2 separate regions of the Sus scrofa genome follow, and region 1 is linked to region 2. A link is a contact called in public Hi-C data. All regions are on one chromosome and are shown on one strand. Each heading gives the region's core, a stretch centred on a gene start, on an enhancer-like site or on the middle of the called end of the contact. The rest is flanking DNA. Distances are from core to core; before and after follow the strand shown. Region 1 has its middle 19 kb from the start of UBE2K. Region 2 holds the start of UGDH (UDP-glucose 6-dehydrogenase).

Region 1 (5,981 bases), core at 455-2,954, 110 kb after region 2:
GAGTTCCCTGGTATCTCAGCAGGCTAAGGATCCAGCATTGCTAGTGCTATAGCTCTGGTTACTGCTGTGGTACAGGTTCAGTCCCTGACTTGGGAACTTTATGCTGAAGGTGCAGCCAAAAAAAAAAAAAAAAAAAATCAACTGATAATTACTGAGCATTTTCCATATATAAGAGACTTTGTTGGACACTGAGAGAGAAAAAAAGAAGTAAATGACAGGGGATGTGCCTATGAAGAACTTCTGAGCTGGAGAGGTAAGAAAAAGCAAATGAGGAGTTCCCGTTGTGGCTCAGTGGGTTAAAGATCCAGCATTTTCTCTGAGTACGTGGCTTCAATCCCTGGCCTCACCCAGTGGGTTAAGGATCTGGCGTTGCTGCAAGCTCCAGCGTGGGTCATAGATATGGCTCGGATCTGGTGTTGCCCTGGCTGTGGCGTAGGCCTTACCCGTAGTTCTAACTTGACCCTTAGCCATAAAAAGAAAAAAAAAGAAAGAAAAATAAACTCCTTTGCTTCTCCTATGGCTACAGAGAAGCTTTTACCACCCTAGTTCCGCAAATAGCTGCCTCTCTAACAACTCCTCACCTTTTTTTTTCTGGTTCCCATCACTCAGCATTAAAAAAAATTTTTTTTTGGTCTTTTTTTTTTTTAGGGCTGCACCAATGGCCTGTGGAGGTTTCCAGGCTGGGGGCTGAAGAGCTGTAGCCGATGATTGCGCCACATGCACAGCAACGTCAGATCCAAACATCGCCTGTGACCTACACCACAGCTCGTGGAAATACTGGATCCTTAACCCACTGAGCAAGGCCAAGGATCAAACCTCCGTCCTCATGGATACTAGTCAGATTGGTTTCCACTGAGCCACAATGGGAACTCCTGATCCTTTAATGTAATTGCTTCTCGATGTTTTTTTTTGTTCTTCTCATTCGACACTGTCACCCTAAATGTGGGTCTTCAAATTAACGTCAATGCCAATGACTCCCAAAGCTGTATCACTTTGTCCTCTGGAATCACCTTTCCAGTGGCCTGCTGGATTCATTCCAATGGACTTTATCTCCTTTACATTGATTATGCCCTGGTTTTCAGTGGTAGGTTTTTGGATTTTGTTTTGTTTTGGTTTTCATTTTTTTGGCCGTGTCCATGGCATGCGGAAGCTCCTGGGTCAGGGGTACAACCCACGATACAGAAGTAACCAGAGCCACAGCAGCAACAATGCTGGATCCTTAACCCACTGAGCCACCAGGGAACTTTACTTGTAAAATATTTGATTCAGACAAATCTGTAATTTACAATTCCTGTTTCTTTTTCTACATTGATTTCAAAAATAGACTAATAGAAGAGTTCCCAAACATGTGGAGCAGTGAGTTAAGAATTCGACTGTAGTGGCTCGGGTTGTTGTGAAAGTGTGCATTCTACCCTGGCCTGGCACAGGAGGGGTTAAAGGATCTGGTGGTGCCGCCACCTGCAATGTAGGTTGCACCTGCAGCTCAGATTCAATCCCTGGCCCAGGAACTTCCATATGCCACAGGTGTGGCCATTAAAAAAAAAAAAAAGAAAAGAAAAGAAAAAGAAAGAAAGAAAGACTAGCAGAAGCCAACTTCAAGATTCTCCTTTATTTTTCTATTTTTTGGCCAGGCCAAGGCATGTAGAAATTCCCCAGGCCAGGAATGTAACCCATACCACAGAAGTGAGCCAAGCCACTAAAGTGACAATGCTGGATCCTTAACTGTTGCGCCACAAGAGAACTCCCAAGATCCCTCTTTAAACCTAGATCATATCCTGAGCATCCAGACAGCTCTGTGCTGTCTCCTGGATTCCTTTAACTGTCAAGAATTAAAAGGTGAAGAAGAAGAGTTCCTGTCGTGGCACAGTGGTTAACAACCCTGACTGGTATACATTAGAACGCCGGTTCAATCCCTAGCCTCGATCGGTGGGTTAAGGTTATCAAAAAATTTAAAAAAAAATTGCATTTCCACAGTAATTCCTTGGGTGAGAAGATTGCACACCTAGTAGAGATCCATTGATTAATTATAAATTAACATTTTTGGGTATAACATGACAAAGAGCTATGACATGGAAAATAACTCCCATATATTACGCTGGATAAAAGAAACTTGCTTTGAAACAAATCCATGGACTTGGAGAAGAGATTTGTTCTAAGGCGGAGGGGGAGGGAATGGGATGGACTGAGAGTTTGGGGCAAGTAGATGCAAACTATTGCATTTGGAGCAGATAAGCAATGAGATCCTGCTGCATAGCACAGGGAAGTATATCCAACCATGTGTGATGGAACATGATGGAATAGGAGAAAAAGAAAGTGTGTGTGTACATATGTATATACTTTGCTGTACAGCAGAAATTGACAGAACATTGTAAATCTAGTATAATAAAATTTTTTTAAAAAGGATAATAAAGGAATCCTATGAGCACAAAGAAAAAAAAAGAAACTTGCTTTGACCTCATTTTCTTCTCATTATCTTTCTTCTCCTTTATCACCTTTTGAAGGCTTTTTTGTTTGCCTTCTTTTTACTGGATTTATTTTTATTTTTGTTTTGTCCCTTATATCAATAGTCCTCCTCTTCCCTTTTCTTTACCCTGCTTAGTACATCATAGAAATGTATAATTTGAAGTTTCGCATACTGCACTTTTTTGTTTTTTAATGGGAATTGGGCAAGAGGAGGAATTTAAGATAGGAGAAAAAAAAAAAAATCTGTGGTATAGTCATTTTCTGCCTCAGTAGAGAAATAGTGCCTTCTAGTGTTTGCAATAACAATTTGTACATGCACCATTTCAATTCATCTGAAAAGTAAAAGTAATTTTATAATTTTCCTACCATTTGTAATAATTACATAAATGGAATTATTATCCCTATTTTAGAGATTTAAAAGCCAGAATCATAAAACATTTATTTAATGTTGAGATGATGATAGCACTTAGACCAAACATATGAAAGAATTAGAAAATTGTATTCCATTTAAAGCCCATCCAGCTGCCATCAGTCACCAACTAGTTAGGAGACAGATAATAAAAATATGATTCATGATATTGCCAAGCCCACTAAAAAGAAGGCCATAGAGAAAGAATTGCAAAAGCTGGTTGCTTGAGGGCATTATGAGTAGGAAATGCTACAAAAAGTTTAGCACAAACTTTCTATCCCTCAAAGTAACACTTTAGGATTGGGTTGGTAGATATGTGCTTTTTGGTTCTGCTGCTTCTGAGTCATCTCTATTTCTCCTAGAATTAGCCATGTTCTTTTGGAGAAGAGCAGTGCTCTCAGAGAGGCCAATGTATTCTTTTTTTTTTTTTTTTTTTTTTTTTTTTTTTTTTTTTTCCTGGCCTCGATATTCAAAATTTACAGGCCAGGGATCAAAACTGCCATTGCAAGCTTTTGCACAGCAAAGGAAACCAAAAAGAAAACAAAAAGACAACTTACAGAATGGGAGAAAATAGTTTCAAATGATGCAACTGATAAGGACTTAATCACTAGAATATATAAGCAACTCATACAACTCAACAGCAAAAAAGCCCTAATCAATCAATGGAAAAATGGGCAAAAGACCTGAATAGACATTTCTCCAAAGAAGATATACAGATAACCAACAAACACATGAAAAAATGCTCAATATCGCTGATTATAAGAGAAATGCAAATCAAAACTACCATGAGATACCACCTCACACCAGTCAGAACGGCCATCATTAATAAATCCACAAATAATAAGTGCTGGAGGGGCTGTGGAGAAAAGGGAACCCTCCTGCACTGCTGGTGGGAATGTCAACTGGTACAGCCACTATGGAGAACAGTTTGGAGATACCTTAGAAATCTATACATAGAACTTCCATATGACCCTGCAATCCCACTCTTGGGCATCTATCCGGACAAAGCTCTACTTAAAAGAGACACATGCACCCGCATGTTCATTGCAGCACTATTCACAATAGCCAGGACATGGAAACAATCCAAATGGCCATCGACAGATGATTCGATTCGGAAGAGGTGGTATATATACACAATGGAATACTACTCAGCCATAAAAAAGGATGACATAATGCCCTTTGCAGCAACATGGATGGAACTAGAGAATCTCATCCTGAGTGAAATGAGCCAGAAAGACAAAGACAAATACCATATGATATCACTTATAACTGGAATCTAATATCCAGCACAAATGAACATCTCCTCAGAAAAGAAAATCATGGACTTGGAGAAGAGACTTGTGGTTGCCTGATGGGAGGGGGAGGGAGTGGGAGGGATCGGGAGCTTGGGCTTATCAGACACAACCTAGAATAGATTTACAAGGAGATCCTGCTGAATAGCATTGAGAACTATGTCTAGATACTCATGTTGCAGCAGAAGAAAGGGTGGGGGAAAAAACTGTAATTGCAATGTATACATCTAAGGATAACCTGACCCCCTTGCTGTACAGTGGGAAAATTAAAAAAAAAAAAAAAAAAAAAAAAAAACTGCCATTGCAGCAAACTGAGCCACAGCAGTGACAGCAGGATCCTTAACCAACAGAATCACTGGGGAACTTGTATAATTTTTTTTTTTTTTCTCTTTCCTTTTTGTACCCTGCAGCATACGGAGTTCCCAGGCCAGTAATCAGATCCGAGCCTCAGGTGCAACCTACAGTTACAGAACATTGAATCCTTTAACACACTGCCCAGCTGGGGATCGAACCTATGCCCTGGTACTGGAGAGACTTTGCCACCCCTTGCACCACTGTAGGAACTCCTTTTAATAGAAAAGTATATTGGAGTTTCCATTGTGGCTCAGTGGTTAACGAATCCGACTAGGAACCATGAGGTTGTGGGTTCGATCCCTGGCCTTGCTCAGTGGGTTGAGGATCCAGCGTTGCTGTGAGCTGTGGTGTAGGTCGCAGATGTGGCTCGGATCCCGAGTTGCTGTGGCTGTGGCATAGGCCAGCGGCTATGGCTCCGATTCAACCCCTAGCCTGGGAACCTCCATGTGCTGTGGGAGCAGCCCAAGAAATGGTAAAAAGACAAAAAAAAAAAAAAAAAGGAAGAAAAATATGTCATATTCATAGATTGGAAGACCAAAAAATAAGACGTCAATCATCCCCAAATTGATCTATAGAGTCAATGCAATCTTAAAATCTCTGAAGACTCTTTAATGGAGAAATCGATTAAAAAAATTTTTTTTTGTATTTTTAGGACTGCACCCATGGCATATGGAGGTTCCCAGGCTAGGGGTCAAATAGGAGCTGTAGCCACTAGCATACACCACAGCCACAGCAATGCCATTATTATGGCGTTATTTTTGACATGGCTGTCTTCCTAGCTAGGCTGTGAGTGCCTTAAAGGCAGAGGCTGACTCATCGTTGTAATCCAATGCAAAGGATAGGCACTACATGTGTCAGCTGTTCTAGTACAGTTCATTGAAGTGAACTGAATATCCTGCCACATTAAGAAAATTTAGGAAAGGCAGAGAAGACATGAAATACTCAACATACACTTTGCATAAACTTTGCAGTGGATGAATCCTAAGATGCTCACTGAAGAGTCAGCTCTGAGTCAAGTTTAGATTTCAAAATCACATAAATGAAGCAAATGAGCATGGAATCTAACCACTTACTAAAGAAGGTTACTTGCTAGCTATTTGGGAAAATATAAAACAATGCAAATATCTTTTTTAATAATAAACCTATGGGTGGAGGAGGTAGCTAAAACTATGATGGTAATCATTTTGCTGTATATACATGTATCAAATCTATCAACATCATCATGTTTGTACAACTTAAACTTACACAATGTTATATGTCAATTACATCTCAATAAAGCTGAAAATAAAGGCCTCTATTTTAATAAAGTTGTTGAATTACTGTCTGAAACGCTACATTTTAGGGGAAATAGAGTAAATAGGACACTTTGTAGTTATTGTTTGTTTCCTTAGAGAACAGCTATAAAAATGCTTTGTACTAAACTATACATGATGTATTTTAATAAATTAATCCAAAAATACTAG
Region 2 (6,152 bases), core at 1,714-4,213:
AATAAAATCTTTTGAGATTCCAAAAAGTGGTGTCTCAAAAGATTTCTGGACGGAGAGCATTACCGCTTAATCCCATAGCCAAGAGGTTATAAGGGAAGCCTATGCCCTAAGTCTCGACCAGAACAGGTTCTGCTAACATTTTTATAAGAAACATGGTTTGACTATCTACATGATGAACTCTTGGACTCAAGAAGTTCATAGTTTAATAAGGTGCTCTTAGATTAACAGTTCTTACCTGCTGCTGTTCACTTTGGCACCTAGAACTTTAGGCTTTCAATAAATAATAGTAACTCTCAATAAGGGCCTCTTTGAGGGATAAAAACTGTTATCGGAATATCTTCAGTTCAGATGGCTGATCACAGTATGTTTGCATGCTGTCCACAATCTGATCCTCCTTTCTTCTTAAGGTAGAACTTCAATATGTCTTCTCAGAGTTACTGCTTATCCACCTTGGTTGCCAGGTCTTATTCAGCTTGCCTTCCATACAGCAGTTGGGATAAACTATTGATAACAGGTGGGCCCATATTATAGAACTGCATGTTTTGGGGTATCCTTGCTTAACTATTTTTTATGAAGTATGGCTCACAGATGACAATGGGAAAGTCACTGAATAAGCTTATAGTACCATCTGTGTAAGTCCAAAAAAAGTATCACTTGGAAGTTTCAACAAAATCTTCAACAAGCTTTGATGTGGAGCTTGATATAGTATTAGTGATATACTTTGCCTGACACAGATGTCTTCCATTTCCATTTTCTCCCCCCCCCTTTTTTTGGTGGGGGCGGGGGGAGCACCGCAGCATGCAGAAGTTTCCAGGCCAGGGATCAAACCTGCGCCACAGCATTGATTTGAGCCACAGCAATTATAATGCTGGATCCTTAACTGCTAGGCCACCAGGGAACTCCTGACTCCATTTTCTATTTCTAATCTTACGTATCTTCTGACCCTCTACTGTGCTGTCAGGGAAATGGGAATGTTTGCTTATTGAATGAGTCAGTATGAAATGAGTTTTTACCTCTGTATTTTTGAGAAAGTTACAGCAAACCAGGCTGTACTACTTTTCATCTAAAATTTTATAAATTTGGATCAATATTTCAATCTGGAAAATGTGGCTAAGGAATAGAGAAGGTCCTATTACAATCTAAACTTAATCATCCCTCCATCCCCCACCCCTCTTCAGTACACTCTTGCAGCGAAGGCAGTGGATGTTATAACTGGATACATCACTTCACACATCATCTTAGACATTTCCAAAAATTAAATACTAACAGATGCCTGACCTGGGAAAAATATTTAATCAGTGAGAAAGATTTTTAACCTTATATCTAAACAATATCATGTAAAGCCGTGGATATAGCCAGAGAGAAGATGAAGTATGCTTCTTGGTTTCAGATTTTATGTTAGAGAAAGGAGTACAGCAATAGAAGACATCCTTTTTTTTTTTTTTTTTTTTTTTGTCTTTTTGCTATTTCTTGGGCCACTCCCATGGCATATGGAGGTTCCCAGGCTAGGGGTTGAATCGGAGCTGTAGCCACTGGCCTACACCAGGGCCACAGCAACTCGGGATCTGAGCCGCGTCTGCAACCTACACCACAGCTCACGGCAACGCTGGATCTTTAACCCACTGAGCAAGGGCAGGGATCGAACCCGAAACTTCATGGTTCCTAGTCGGATTCGTTAACCACTGCGCCACGACGGGAACTCCATGAAGACATCCTTTCAATCAGGGTTCTCGACCACTTACCTTACTAGATGCTAGGCACTGACAAACACATCTCAGAGCAGACAGTAAGCTCTTTCATTTCCAGAACTGCCCCCTGCACCTCCCAAGGAACAGACCAGACTACTGTTGCCCATTTCTTAGGGGATTTGAAGAATCTCAAAGAGTCACTGTGTCTTTGAGAGCAGTCAATGAACAGCTACTCCTCTGTATATCTCTGAAAAGTTCACTACTAGTGAATCCCTCTTTTCTACATACCAGAATTCTTGACCTTACTCAGTTATTTTCCTATATATAAAGAGGTACACAGTTTTTCAAGGTCCCACACAAACCTGATATCCCAAGAAAGGCCTTCCCTAACATGAAACAAAGCCATTACACGGTGTGGCGGCCAACAATAGATCCCAGGGCAGCCCATATGAATGTCTTAGGATTTCGTCCTCGAAAGGACTCTGGTTCTTTTTCTCTTTACTCTCTTAAGAAGGGCAGCCGGTGACATGAGGAAAGCAGCATCCTAACCTGTGAGCAGACTATAGACACAAACAAAAGACTAGGATTCTGAGACCAAAATGGGGTCCCTAACCAGAGGACCGCTTTTTTTTTTGGCGGATGTTTGGCTTTCAGAGGCGCCAGGGAAATCTCATTTATTTTACGTCGGAAAGTAGGAGAAAGCAGAAAAAGAGGCGGTTGGAAGACTCAAGAGTCTTAAATAAAAAGCCCAAGATATCCCTCCTCCAGAGCAGCAGATCCAAAAGACGATTCCCGCCCAGAACCCAAAAGAAGAGACGAGGGTCGTGACACTGGACGCTCGGGACTGGAAACAGCACGCACACCCTGCCGGCTCCTTCCACACCCCTCCCCGACCCGGGGACATCCCCACCGGGCGGTGGGGCCAGCCCGGGAAAGGCGCTTACCCACTTCCAAGCACCAAGCACGGCGACCGCTCCTATCTTGACCGCTCGGACAGCTCCTCGCTCTGGGCCGCGCAGCCGCAGCTGCAGCACTCGCGCCCTGCTCGGTCTGATCCCTGTTCACCGCACACCCCTCTCAGGCTGCCAGACGCCTCACCCCGAGTGCCCAGCCGGAGCCCGTATTTAAAGGCTTCCACCGGAGAAGGCGGAGGCTTCATTCCCCGGCAGCCAGGCCCTCCCGGACTCTGCCCTCCGCCGCATCCTTACTCCCCCTACCGCCACGTTAGGCCCGGGACCCACCCCTATTTCCTGCGGGGCCCAGGGGCGGGGGACGGGGCGTGGCTAGTAGGGGCTGGGAGGGGGGCATTCCCCGCCCCCAGCCGAGCCTGGGCAAATCCCCTCGGACCAACTCAGCGGCGCCGCCCCTGCCGGGAGCGGCGCTGGGAGGAGCTGCGTGTGCGGCGGGTCGGCGCTCCAGGGCTACGGCCTCGGGAGAGTCTAGCTCAGGTTCTAGTTCCCGGGTAGTCTGAGGCCAGCTCTTGCCCTCCGGCCCCCGCTTCTCTCCCATTGTGCCTGTCCTGGCTCACTGTCGGGACTGAGATGGTGCCGCGTGCGCGCCAGGTCAGCCATATTCTGGAGCTGGGGGGGGTATTGGGCGGGCTGCGGCCCAAGGGGACCGGAAGGACCAGCCCCCTTTCCGGTCTCCCCATCAGCCTAGCGGGCCGGCCTGGTCTTTCGGGCCCCTAGACCCTGCGGGTCAGACGTATCCAGCGGCTTACTCCATCTCCACGCTTTACAGGCTCGTGGGTCTGCCGCACCCTCCAGGCCCGCCGCACCCTCCAGGCTCGCAGCCCAGGGTTTCGTCAGATTACGGCCTCCTCGCCCCTTCTGGGAAGGAGGCGCCTCATGTCTGAAGGATGATGCTGAATCCGATCATGACTGGACCAGTTCGTACCCTCGCCCTGATCCTTGGGTAGACAAGCGGGGCAGCCACGCCCTCCAGGCACATTTTTCCAGATACTCCTGCCAATTCGGGATTTGAGCTGTCTGTGCATGATATATAGCGGAGAGCATGGAAGATAGAAATGTCGCGTATGAGGAAGAGTAAAATTGACGCATGGAGCCTCCCACTTTTGGGGGGGAGATGGGGCGGCGGCTGGGGCATGTGTAAGTTCCCTGGCCAAGGATGGAAGCTGCGCCACAGCAGTGGCCCAAGCTGCTGCAGTGATAACTCTTGGTACTTAACCCCACTGTTCCATAAAAGAACTCTTGATGGAGCCTCCCACTTTTAATGAAAACAGTTCTGTTCCTGTTTCCCCACTCCAAGGTCATTTTAAACCTCAAATGTAAAAAAAGGCAGAACACTGTAAACCAACTATAATAGAAAAAATAAAAATCATTATAAGAATAAATAAATTTTAAAAATCATGACTTTTTCCCCCTCTCATTAAATTAGAAATTATATCAGAGTTCCCTGTGGTACAGTGGTTTAAGGAATCAGCAGCGTTATCACTGCAGCAGCTGGGGTCGCTGCTGTGACCCAGGTTCCATTCCTGGCCCTGGAACTTCCACAGGCCCCGGGCAGGGGCAAAAAAAAAAAATTACATCAAGTGATATACAGTCAAAGTCAAATACCATTTTGAAAAATGTCATGAGGAAAGTGGTTATCAGTATATAAAGGAGTATTAAAATACCCTATTTGGAATGTTGATTGAGCAGAGTTTGTTGTGGATTGTAGAAAATGTGATGAGATATGTAGGCATTGTACATTCTATGCAGTTAAATTAATTCATCCAATAAGTATTTAGTGCCTATTGTGTTAAACAGTACCCTAGAGACCAAAGATGAAAAACCGATTCCTTTTTCCAAAGCTGACAGGCTAGGGAGTTCCCGCCGTGGCTCAGTGGAAATGTACCTTTCTACCATCCATGAGGATTCAGGTTCAATCCCTGGCCTCGCTCAGTGGGTTAAGGATCCCGGCATTGCCAGGAGCACAGCGTAGGCCAGCAGCTACAGCTCTGATTTGACCCCTACCCTGGGAACCTCCATATGCCTCGGGTTCGGCCCTTAATAAAAAAAAAATAATAATAATAAAAGACAAAGCTTATGGGCTAGTGGGAGGGAAAAATGAACAAGTGATTGCAGTTCATGTGGCAAATGCTATAACAGATGTATCTTTTTGGACTTGGTATATGCATAGGTTTAAGTTTCCTATTATAATTGACTTTCTAATAAAAGCTACTTTTCTATTATTCTTCCCTTTATCTTTTTTCATTTTTAAAAATTTTATTGAAACCGTTCATTTACAATGTTGTCCCTCTTCCCTTTATCTTGGAATTGACATTTTTCTACCTAGTGTTTGCCTCATATTCTTTGTATTTTGATAATAATCATAATCTTCAAAACAGTCAACAGGATCTCAGACATTAAATCAGAATATCAATATTATCTAGAATGGACCTTTGGATATAGGACAACTTTTCTCAAAATGTGCTGACAGTCTCTGAGATCCTTTCGGGGGGATCCAGAAGGTTAAAACATTTTTATGATAATACTAGTATGTCACTATTTTCACTCATTCTCACAAGCATACAATGGAATTCTCCAAAGGCTGTATGACATGTAATGTTACAACAGGTCAATGCAGATACCATAGATTTACAAAAATGTAAAGCAATGCCAATCCTCTTGCTAATTTTCGGCTTAGAAGTAATTTTTCATAAAATATGCTATTTATATTAACATGTAATGATTTATTATAGTTATTTTTAAGGAATTAGTGTATTCTTTTTCTTTTTCTTTTTTTTTTCTGTCTTTTGTCTCTTCAGGGCTGCACCCGTGGCATATGGAGGTTCCCTGGCTAGGGGTCTAATCGGAGCTGTAGCCACCGGCCTACACCACAGCCACAGCAACGCCAGATCCGAGCCACGTCTGCGACCTACACCACAGCTCGTGGCAAGGCCGGATCCTTAACCCACTGAGCTAGGCCAGGGATCGAACCTGCATCCTCATAGATCCTAGTCATTAACCGCTGAGCCCTGAAAAGACCTCCAAGTGTAAAGGGATTCTGAGAACAAAAAGTTTGGGAACTGCTTGATGTATGCCAGTTATTTCAGATTATGTTTCATGGAGCTTTAAATTTCCCTAGTGGTGTGTCAGAGTCTGAGAAAGAGAAGGAGTGGGAGATTAAAACACACTGGGCTTTGTGTTTCTTACTTCCTTCTCCTCCACATCAAAGTGGCTCTACTTTTATCTGCTGTTATATATGAACATGTCATGTAGGATTTCAATTTATAAATGGGTTCCTCCTAAAATTTGGAAACTACTGATTCAGTTATTCATTAAGAATTTCCTCCAAGTGTTTACTATGTGATAAGACTGTGGTAGTAACTAGGAGTATAATTGTGAGTAAAGAATGATACATTCCAGGAGTTCCTGTTGTGACAGAGAGGAAATGAATCTGACTAGGAACCATGAGGTTTCGGATTTGATCCCTGGCCTCGCTCAGTGGGTTCGGGATCCG

Evidence for each region. A called contact is a pair of places that touch in the nucleus more often than the background predicts.
Region 1: a contact with region 2 is called in a Hi-C map of subcutaneous adipose tissue, with 2.2 times the contacts expected there. The contact joins the enhancer-like site here to the promoter of UGDH in region 2. A contact is called at or near these places in 2 of 5 promoter capture datasets (fetal liver and liver), 3 of 47 Hi-C or Micro-C datasets (fibroblasts, liver and subcutaneous adipose tissue) and 1 of 2 datasets of contacts at active chromatin or transcription factors (skeletal muscle).

What each region holds. Positions count from the first base shown.
Region 1 is chr8:30,865,912-30,871,892 of Sscrofa11.1, forward strand. No RefSeq gene overlaps it. Among named protein-coding and RNA genes, the nearest start is that of UBE2K, 19 kb to the right of the region's middle. Within about 2 kb of position 1,705, at least 4 of the 83 cell types and tissues checked have an H3K27ac peak or open chromatin away from gene starts, as enhancers often do. A contact at or near this core is called in fetal liver, liver and subcutaneous adipose tissue, where this site is marked.
Region 2 is chr8:30,756,396-30,762,547 of Sscrofa11.1, forward strand. It overlaps UGDH (UDP-glucose 6-dehydrogenase), which reads right to left and starts at 2,964. Exons shown (of 12, transcript XM_003356899.5): 1 at 2,633-2,964. LOC110262078 (a long non-coding RNA gene) reads right to left here and starts at 3,250. Exons shown (of 1, transcript XR_002346605.1): 1 at 2,738-3,250.